Linked DNA regions of Lactuca sativa: region 1 is linked to region 2. Evidence: chromatin contacts called from public Hi-C data. All regions are on one chromosome and are shown on one strand. Each heading gives the region's core, a stretch centred on a gene start, on an enhancer-like site or on the middle of the called end of the contact. The rest is flanking DNA. Distances are from core to core; before and after follow the strand shown. Region 1 holds the start of LOC111908389 (protein IQ-DOMAIN 8). Region 2 holds the start of LOC111908390 (probable phospholipid-transporting ATPase 4).

Region 1 (5,127 bases), core at 299-2,798, 820 kb after region 2:
TTGGACATTGAGTTTCCACGTATTAAGTTCTTAATCGCTTTTTGTGCATAAGTTGCTTGTATGTTGGGCGTACTACCTTGTACGCTGTGCGTACCACCTCAGAAACCGAGTACGCTAAGCGTACTAAGGCTATACGTTGGGCGTACGCCTTCAGTGGGGGTTCGACTTTCGGTGGGCTTTTGAGCCATTTGGGCCTTACTTAGCCTTGGCTTGGATCGATTAGTGTAATTGGGCTTTGGACATTAGTTTTGGGCCATAGGAGTCAAGGTTAGGACTACTGGCTCTTATGGCCCATTATGGTTTTGAACCTTGAATGTGGGCCCATTTAAGTAAGTTATATGGGCCTTCGTAGAGGATCTTGGACTTAGGATTTTGGGCCTTTGGCTAGTTTGGGTCATAATCCTAAATAGGGTAATTCGTATGTTTATTCAATGTGAGATTTTTGGATCGGTAGACGAGCAGTTATTATCTCAGCAAACGAAGGTGAGTCTTCTCACCATAACTTTTGGTCTAAGGCACCAAGGCCGACCCAATATTTATTATGCTGCATGTTAGTTGTTGTATGTTCTATGTTGTGATTGGGTTGAAATATACCCTAGGGCGGGGGCCTAATATGACAGAGCCATACCCCAGAGCGGGGCCCACCATGATCTGTTTGAGTGGAAATATACTCCTGGGTGGGTGCCCATACTTGTTTTGGGTTTGGATTGAACCATAGGGCTAGGCCCATCTGTATGATTTGCATGTGTTATTTTGGAAAAAATCACTAAGCGTTTGGTTATAGTTGTATTGTGATTTTAGGTGCTTCTTGTTCCAAGGGGAAGGGTCCGGTTTAATGGCGCAACATGCACTCTCCACTATTTTCCGCATTCATTGATATTGATACTCTGATGATTTTCTATGATGGTTTTTATGTAATGGATTTTTAGTATCAAACTTACGGTTGTCAGCCTTATTGAAAAATGAAAAATTTTATCTAGATTTTTGGAGTGTTACAAATAGGCAAAAATGTCATTTCAAACAAATTTATTTCTAAAACGCATTGACATAGGGGGGGGGGGGGGAGGCTATGATCCTCTCTGTTTTTTTTAGAACCAGTCCACAACTATTAAAATTTTTATATATGAGGTCTACAACTATAAAACTAGACTTTGACGCCCTTGTTTTTCAGTTTTTATACACATTATAATTTCAGCCCCTCTAACTCAAAAACTTCAAGTGTGTCAGTGCTAAAACACGAAAAACTTATTTTACGACAGTAAAGTTGTGAAAACTATTTCGATCAAAAGTGATAGGACCATTTTTACAACTTTATTTATTTATTTATTTATTATTATTATTATTATTATTATTTATTCTTGTACTAAAAAGATGATAAATCAATATGGTGTTTTGAAACTCGTTGTCAAACAAAATTAAATTTGGACAATTCGGCCTGAATGAAAAAGCCCACCAAAATATTAGCCTGTTTTGGGATCCGAAAGCCTGAAATTCCGGCACTCTGTTCGAAACGCATTTACGCCGTTACGCGCCCACTAATTACTATCCGTTACTTTCTTTTCTCCATTGAATTCTCCTTTTTCTTTCAAAATTCAAACGACTCTCCCCCTTCCTTCGAACCCTACTCCCAAACCCACTTTAATTCCCCAAGTTTTAACTTAAAGAACCCAAAACGGTGAAATTTGAGGTTGCAGGTTCGCTTTTCTCAAATGGGTGCTTCTACGAAATGGATTAAGTCCTTAATCGGGTATCAAAAGTCCAATTCCAACAGCTCCGATCAAGTAAATCTGTTCGATTTTTTCTTTTTCTTCAATTCATATATTTCATCTTGGGTTAGAGTAGTTGATTCAATTGGGTATTTATTTTTTGTGTGCAGGAGAAGGTTGGGGGTAACAAAACCCGGACATGGAAGCTATGGAGGAGTCCATCAGCTGGAAGTTCTTCTGTTTCATCATCAAAAGGGATAAAGGGAGGAGGACGTTTGTCCACTTCTGATGGTTCTCGTTCTGAAGACGTTTCATTTTCTGCTGCTGTGGCTACTGTGGTTCGAGCTCCGCCTAAAGATTTCATGTTTGTTAGAAAAGAATGGGCTGCCATCCGAATTCAATCTGTTTTTCGCTCTTTCTTGGTAATTTCTAACCATTCCTCTTTCTTTCACCTCGTTTATCTCAAAATTTAACCAGATATACTGTAGCCTTTATATATAAAACTTGAAGCTTTCTCTCGATCGTATATACTAAATGATGAAATAAGAGCCATAAATGTTTTTCAAAAGGGCTAAACGATTTGTGATTGTGAAAATCGTCAAGAAGTTTCTAGGTCAAAACTATAATTCTTTTAGTGAATGTCAAAACTATTATTATAAAACACTAAATGCAATTTTTCCATATTATAGCATCATGGTTAAAGCTGATGACATTTCTGTCGCCTTTTTTGTGTAGCATAAGCCATAAACCTTCACAAAATTCAATCAAATTTAATTTAACATCAATCATATTGATCTTAATTATTTGTATTAAAGGCAAGACAAGCATTACGAGCGCTAAAAGCATTGGTGAGGCTCCAGGCAATAGTTCGAGGTCGGCTTGTTAGAAAGCAAGCTGATGTCACACTTCGGTGCATGCAAGCTCTTGTTCGAGCCCAAGCTCGTGTTAGAGCTCAATCGGCTAACACTACACAAGAGTTTCCTACAGCTTTGAGAAACCATCTTTCTGCTATCAAGCAATCTGAGGTAAATTAAAGTAATCATTTTTTTTCTTAATGTTTTCATGATCGTTTCAAACGCATCTCTTTAACACCAATATCTTGAAGATAGCTTTTAAGAAATTCGACAGTATTACAACTGTGCATCGGTATAATAAGTTTATCGATAACTTCAAAAATTAAAATACTATTTTTTTTGTTGTTAAAGGGTGGATGGTGTGATAGTCGAGGAACAGCAGAGGAAGTGAGAGTAAAAGAACAAATGAAGCAAGATGGCGCTAATAAGAGAAATAGAGCTAAAGCTTATGCCTTCTATCAACAGGTTTTAGTTATGTAAATTTTGAATAACGAGGTTAATTTATTGTTATTATATAGTTTTTTAGTGACATGGTATGATTTTTTGTTTAATTTTTAGAAACAAAGAGCAAATTCCAACTCGAAGAGTTCATCTCCAAGATCTGGTATGCAAAACTCTGAATGGACATGGCTGAATGGTTGGATGGCTGCAAAATCATGGGACAACACCAGTTCTTCCAAATTTTCATCTCAAATCAAGAATTATGATGATCGAAGTGTTAAATCTTGTTCTGAACATGAATCTATGAAGATAAAAAAGAATTTAGTTTCAACTAGGGTTTCTTTGAAGCCGTTTATGTCAAGTCCACTTACGCAATCATCATCAACAAATCCATGTTCTGGTTCTGTGTATGATGAAAGCACAACGTCAACGAATTCTTCATCTTCAACTTCAGAAACTCGATTGTCAAGTGAAAGCAAACCAAGTTACATGAGCATGACTGAATCCATCAAAGCTAAAAGGAAAGGGCAAGGGCGTAATTATTTCTCAAATGCAAGTCCACTTTCCAAGGGGGTAGCTGCAAGAAGGAGTGCTGATTCTGATCTTTATACATCGGAATTGGGTAAGGATTTGTATCCACCAATGTTTGTTGATAGATACGATGAAGTGAGGAGTCGAAGGGGTTGATTGAAAAAGATTTGGGATTTTGGCTAATTTTTTAAAAGTTCAACAGCTTGTTGTGTTACTTGGTTTTCAAATTGATCCTTTAGCTTCAATACAAGCTTAAAGGAAAGTCAGTTGGGATGTGGATCTTTTGGATTTCTGTTTTCATACACAGATTGGGTGGTGGGGATCATAGGATTTGTTGAGATATGATCTTTATTTTCTTTCTTATCTTTAAAGAACTTGCATAGTACAGAAGTCAAAACTGTTAATGCTTTTATCTAATGTATGTTTTTTGCGAATTTTATACCAAACAAAGAGTGCATTTGCTTACATATCAATGGTAGATATATTTAGTAACAAGCCCTTCTGCTAATCTTTCTCCCTAAAGGTTTTTTAAAGTGTTAATGTAGGACTCTACATTTTTCTAATTAAGTTGTATCAGATTTGAAGTCTAGGGGATAAATGTTAGGTTAATTCGTCTTATTCTATCACATATGAAGTCTAGGGGATAAATGTTAGGTTAATTCGTCTTCTAGTGTTCCACATTGACTTTTGAGAGAGACAATGTTGAACACATTTTTAAAAAACAATGGCGTCTTGAAAAAGCAAAATCAAAACCATAAGAAACACTAGGCGTTGAAAATACAAAATCAATATCAAAGTGGTTTTATGTAATGATTAAAATTGATTTTACTTTTCACATATTTAATGATGATTTCTTGAAAAGAAAATGATGTCATTAAACATATCTAATAAACAAGAGCAACTCGAAGAATCAAAATCATAATCATAATCGATAATGTATGTCCAAACACCCTCCATAGGTTTTATCTAAAGATTATGGTTTTCACCTAATGATGATATCTTGAAAAGAAAATGATGTCACAGGAGGAAAGAGTTCATGGGTCATTTTCAAATATAACAGGAAATGAACGTCTTGATAGGATATATCGTGCATTCGTTTAAAAACTTTTTGACTGATTTGTTGTTATATTACATGCATACGTTCTTTACCATACTAAAGAAGATTGGGTTTCATGTGGGAGAGTGATTTATGCAACTTATTTGGGCAAAACATCAAGATCCCATGAAAAGGAAGTATGAAAATTAACAAAAAAGAAAGAGGGTGATGTATGTGGTAAGTTAAAAAAAAGCTTCTTCAATTTTGAGTAGAAAAGAGGACTTTCTGTCATTGGACTATAATGAACAGAAGAGTAGAACAAGTGTGGGGACAATAAGGACACAGTTTTTATTTATTTATTTGTTTATTTGTACAATTTTTATCATGTTACTATTTGACTTGGGCATTGATGAGATCACTGTGTCTCTCTCAAATTTGGAAGCTGTTTGATTTATGAATGATTGATATCTTCTCACATATACCTTTTTTCTGCATCATAGCTTGCTTCTAAAAATTGGAAAGTCACATGCTCCTACTTGTGCTTCTCTCTCTTAATTCT
Region 2 (5,032 bases), core at 784-3,283:
AACATAGAGTGAAATGGGTATCAAATACCCGTAAAGAATAAGAGCAGTGATTAAATGAATACAACCCGAGGTAAACGGGCGGGTCGGGTCGTATAACCGTTTTTCATCGTGAGGAAGATACCAAAAGGGCGTTTGTTTACTTGTCTTGATTGCAAACCCTATTGAACTTATCAAAGAGATCAACACAAGAAGTGTGAAAAGAACATAGATGATTTTATCCATTTGTTTCTCAATTGTGCTTCTTTTCGAGGGCGATTTCGTCGCATTTTGCATAACTTTGCTATCATGACCTGAGAATATCACCACCCCATAAACATGAGAAGTGTTTCGAAGCTTGGAATCCCTTAGAAGAATTTGGGTGGTGTCAAGAGGGTAAATTTGTCGATCATATTCGAAATTACCCACGAATGAGTACAAATTAGGGTTTGGATCTTCACATTTGATTGTTGCTTTGAAATCTTGAAAGCTTTGATCATCATCTAAAGGTAAAGTTACCTCTAGAGATCTTTTAACTTTTAAATTTGTCTCTCCATCTAAATTCATGGTTTCCACATAACAAATTCCGTCTTCATAACTAGATGATAGAAACAATAAATCTGCAGGAAAAAACTGGTCTTTTTCAACTTTGACCACATCTCCAACTTCAACTTTCATCCATGGCTTTTTAACAAATACACCATTTCCAATATGGACTGAAACTTTTCGCATATTTACCTTCATGTCCTGCATAAATCGGTGCCAATTTTCCACAGCTTCTTTTGTCATACTAAGCCCGATTACAAACACCAAAGGTGCAATCATACTGTAGGGTGAGAAAGGTGAAACAGGTGAGATAGATAGGGCTGCAGCTAGGAGGAAATACAAGTTTGCAACTCGCCTGAATTGCTCAAAGAGGGCTTTGGGTAGAAAGGTTATGACATTGTACTTTGTGGTTGATATGTAATTTGAAGAATATTTGAGGGGTTTTTTTCTATGGAATCCGGGTTCATTACAACAAACATGTCTTGAAAATCCTGGCCCTTGAAACTGATGAGGCTCATCGATTGATTCACGAGGTGGTCGAATGCATCCAAATGTGTAGAGACTGCTTCTTTTTAGCCTAGCTCGCATCCTTCCATGAGCCATTATATGAGATTTCAGCAGAATTTAGAACACCAGGGTAACTTTATTGATTTGGCCACGATAAACTTATAAGAATGCTGGATTTACCTCCTGCAAATGTTCAATAGATTAGATTGATGTTAATAAGCGCAATTTGTGCCTAAATATGCTCATAGGAGTCGCAGATTTGGCTTTGGAATTTAGTCAAATAGTAGAGCGGCAAACTGTAATCGTTTATCGCAAAAGCAAGAAAACAGTACATGAACCTGAATTGGAACAATACTCATGTGGTTTTGATTTTAAGCAGTGATGATACGAATTGGGATAACAAAAAAAAAAAAAAAAAAACGAAGATCAGATTAAAACCCTTACCCCTACAGCGTAACAGACGAATGTTAGTCAAATTGAAAGATGAATTTACAAAACTGTAAGAACCTTGATTGTGGAAAAGGACAAATCAGCTCAACGAAAGCTAGAGTGAAGAAAAGAATATGCATTGCCCAAACATGAATCAAGCAGAATCCATTGGTTCTTATGAAGTAATTCAAACAAAAATTCCAACACCCAAAAAAGGAAAACCAAAATACAGTAAAAGATAAAGGTTAAAAAGTGTACCTGATAAGCATGAGATTTCATCAAGAAAAACGAAAATGGAACCAGACCCATTTGAAGGCGATGAGATCAAAGAATGCCAGCTCGTTTTGTTGTAGAGATCGTGACAAATTGGAGAGCAGAAAAAGGGTTCAGGCAACGGAAGAACAAAGCCCTCTTTCTCCGTCGTCTCTTCCACTTAATTCTAGTTTAGAGTACTCAAAACTACACTACTATAATTAATTCTGAAAATTTCATAACATAAATTCATTAAAATGATCTTTGCATTTATTGATGCGTAATTTATTTGAAATTTTAAATTACTGGTTTTTTGGCAATTAATTTGATCATAAAATTATAATGTAAAGTGTGAAAAAAAAATGTTGTTTTCTCTTATGCAAGAAGTTTAGTTTGAATCGGTCAAACCTACTCCGACCCATACTCGAATGAGACGGGTCACACTTAACCTACGTGGCACAACCAAACTTAAATATGGGTCCATCTATTTCCTCTCTTATTTTCTTACTTTAAAATAAATACAACTTTATGCCATTTCCCATGGTGAAATTTATTTTTGTTAATATCAATGTTTTAAAAATCGGGTGGCCAGTTGAATCTGCGAAAGATAACGGTTCAACCAGTCTTTTTGATTATTTAAAAATTGAAATGAATGGACTATTTTTTTATATAAACTCAATTGAAAAAGAAGTGATTCGTACACAACAGTTTTTTGTCATACACAACAATTAATGCATTATATAGTTGTATAATACAACATTTTAAAGAACCAATTATTGTGTATGGAGAAAAATTGTTGTGTACGGATCAACTCCCCAATTGAAACAGTTATACTGAACTGTTAAAAACAGCTATGAAATTAATTTTGAGAAGAAAATAATAATGTTTTCTATTAAAATAAAGTTGATAGAGAATTTCATTTACTAAGTGAAACATAAAATTGATCCATTTAACATCTTAATGTCTCAAAATTTCTAATTGGACTTGATCTTGAGACGTTTGTATTCATCTAAAATTACATTTTTGTTTTGTTTTATATTTCAGACAAAATTGCAAAAGTGGTCCTTGTGGTATGCATTATTTTGGGGTTTCAGTCCAAACCTGGACTTTTTTTTATTCATGGTCCTTTTGGCCTAATTTGTACGTAGAATTGGTCCCCCGACTTAACTTCCGTTAAGTTGTTGCTGTTAACCCCCTCATGTGTCTCGCACATGAGGGTATATTTGTCTTTTCACTTATGAAGGACCATTTTTGCACCTAAAAAAATATATCCCTATTTTAAAAAAAAATTAATATCTATTTATTTATTTTAATAATTAAAAAATAAAAAAACACTCTCTCTCTCTCTCTCAACCCAAAACACATTTAAGAACATATACATACATACTCCATTTTTTTCTTGTTGAGGAGATATTTGATTCCATAACAGCAGGAAGAATGGTGAGCTCTTTTGGAATCATTCCAATGAGATTTTTGTTAACAAGGATGAGTATTTGAAGCAATTTCAAAGCAAAAAAACTCAGGGGAAATCGAACCTGTGAGCTCTATCTTTGAAAGTTAACAATGGTGATGTTGCCATTGTTGCACGTAATCCCAAACATGAGCCTCCAACCAACAATTCACCATTGTTATTCCTTATATCAGATGCTATGATTTTGTTGGTTGACTGGAAAACCAGAAAGAAGAAGCATAGGGTGACTTTAGTCGATGAACACACACACACACACACACACTTTTATTTCAACTAAATAGCATAATCTTACAAGACATGTTGTTGTGAATAGATGGTAGAAGGTGAAATCGAACAGGGAGATGATCCTGCAACTTTAATTACATAATAGTGATGATGGGTTGAACCGATTCCAGATGCATAAAACATGATTTAAGAATAAATGATACTAATCTACAACAACGACGATTTCATATACACAATGGAGATGATGTTCCTAGTGGAGAAGATTTAAGAATCAAGGTGGAGACGTGAATCCATCTGCTCCAGCGGCCTTTTGGTTGTTCTTTTCTTGTCCGATCAGCAGAAAACACAAAAGGGGAAGAGGCAAGGCAGATCGACGACTTCAGGGGGTGTTTTGTTGTGTTGTTGACGGGCAAAGGTGGAGGGGACAACCAATCTTTGGAGAACCCCTTTGTGGTTCTACTCCTCGTCGCCGACAGTAGCAAACCGGAAGAGACAAGGTGCAACATCAGTCGACCGTCAAGCAGATCTATAGCCTCTGATGAACGATCATGGTGGTGATGTGGCTTTGTGGCTCTGAAAAGAAATAATGGATTTCATCTCTGCCACCGGCTTCAACGAAAATAAGTGTTTGTTCTTGAGTTCTTGAAAACCCAAAAATCTTGGGTCAATGGTGTGGAGAGAGAGAGAGAGAGAGAGAGAGAGAGTTTTTATTTTTTTAATTATTAAAATAAATAAATAGTTATTAATTTTTTTTTTAAAATGGGGATATATTTTTTTAGGTGCAAAAATGGTCCTTTATAAGTAAAAAGACAAATATACCCTCATGTGGGAGGCACATGAAGGGGTTAACAGCAACAACTTAACAGAAGTTAAGTCGGGGGACCAATTCTACGTTCAAACTATGCCAAAAGGACCATGAATCCAAAAAAGTCCAGGTTTAGACTGAAACCCCAAAAAAATGCATACCACAGGGACCATTTTTGCAATTTTGTCATAAAAGAATAATTTTTTCTACCACATACCATATGATATATTCTCAATGCATTTTCATTTGAAAGTTTAATTACCTTTCTACCATTTAGCCTTGTAATTGCAATGTTCTATTTATAACTTAATTTATTCATATACTAATCGCCACCTTAAATTACCTTTTTACCAGACACGAACCAACTGTTGCTCGCAGTCGATCACCGCCCCATTAGGGCTCAACCAATCCATGCGTATGATGACCTTGTTCCCACACAAAGTTATAGGAACCAAATCCACGAGGTAACGCTCGTCATACATCCTCAATACAAAATCTTTGTAAACCTCTGATGCCCGGACGGATCGGTCGTCCGCAATCTCGACCTCTAAAGGACAATCCAACATGCCTAAAGACTCAACAAACCTCTTGCTGAGTGCATGAGATACGAATGATCGGGTAGCTCCCAAGTAAAATAACACCTGTACTGGGATGCCATTCACATGGAACGATCCTAAACAAAAAAAGACATAATATAAATATCAAAATTGACATATAATAAAAGTTAGGGAGAAGAAACATATCCGTCACCACATCCGGTCTGGCACGCACCTCCTCGGTGGTCAACTGGAAGGTTCGACTCCTCACCACTGGAGCATCTA

What was found. Hi-C and Micro-C count contacts between places; a contact is called where the count stands out from the background.
Region 1: a contact with region 2 is called in a Hi-C map of leaf, with 2.9 times the contacts expected there. The contact joins the promoter of LOC111908389 here to the promoter of LOC111908390 in region 2. A contact is called at or near these places in 3 of 4 Hi-C or Micro-C datasets (bud, leaf and seed).

What each region holds. Positions count from the first base shown.
Region 1 is chr4:166,867,951-166,873,077 of Lsat_Salinas_v11, forward strand. LOC111908389 (protein IQ-DOMAIN 8) reads left to right here and starts at 1,549. Exons shown (of 5, transcript XM_023904223.3): 1 at 1,549-1,781; 2 at 1,877-2,128; 3 at 2,522-2,731; 4 at 2,912-3,025; 5 at 3,119-3,999. The coding sequence starts at 1,710. The coding sequence ends at 3,688.
Region 2 is chr4:166,048,977-166,054,008 of Lsat_Salinas_v11, forward strand. LOC111908390 (probable phospholipid-transporting ATPase 4) reads right to left here and starts at 2,034. Exons shown (of 11, transcript XM_023904226.3): 1 at 1,717-2,034; 2 at 1-1,212. The coding sequence starts at 1,125.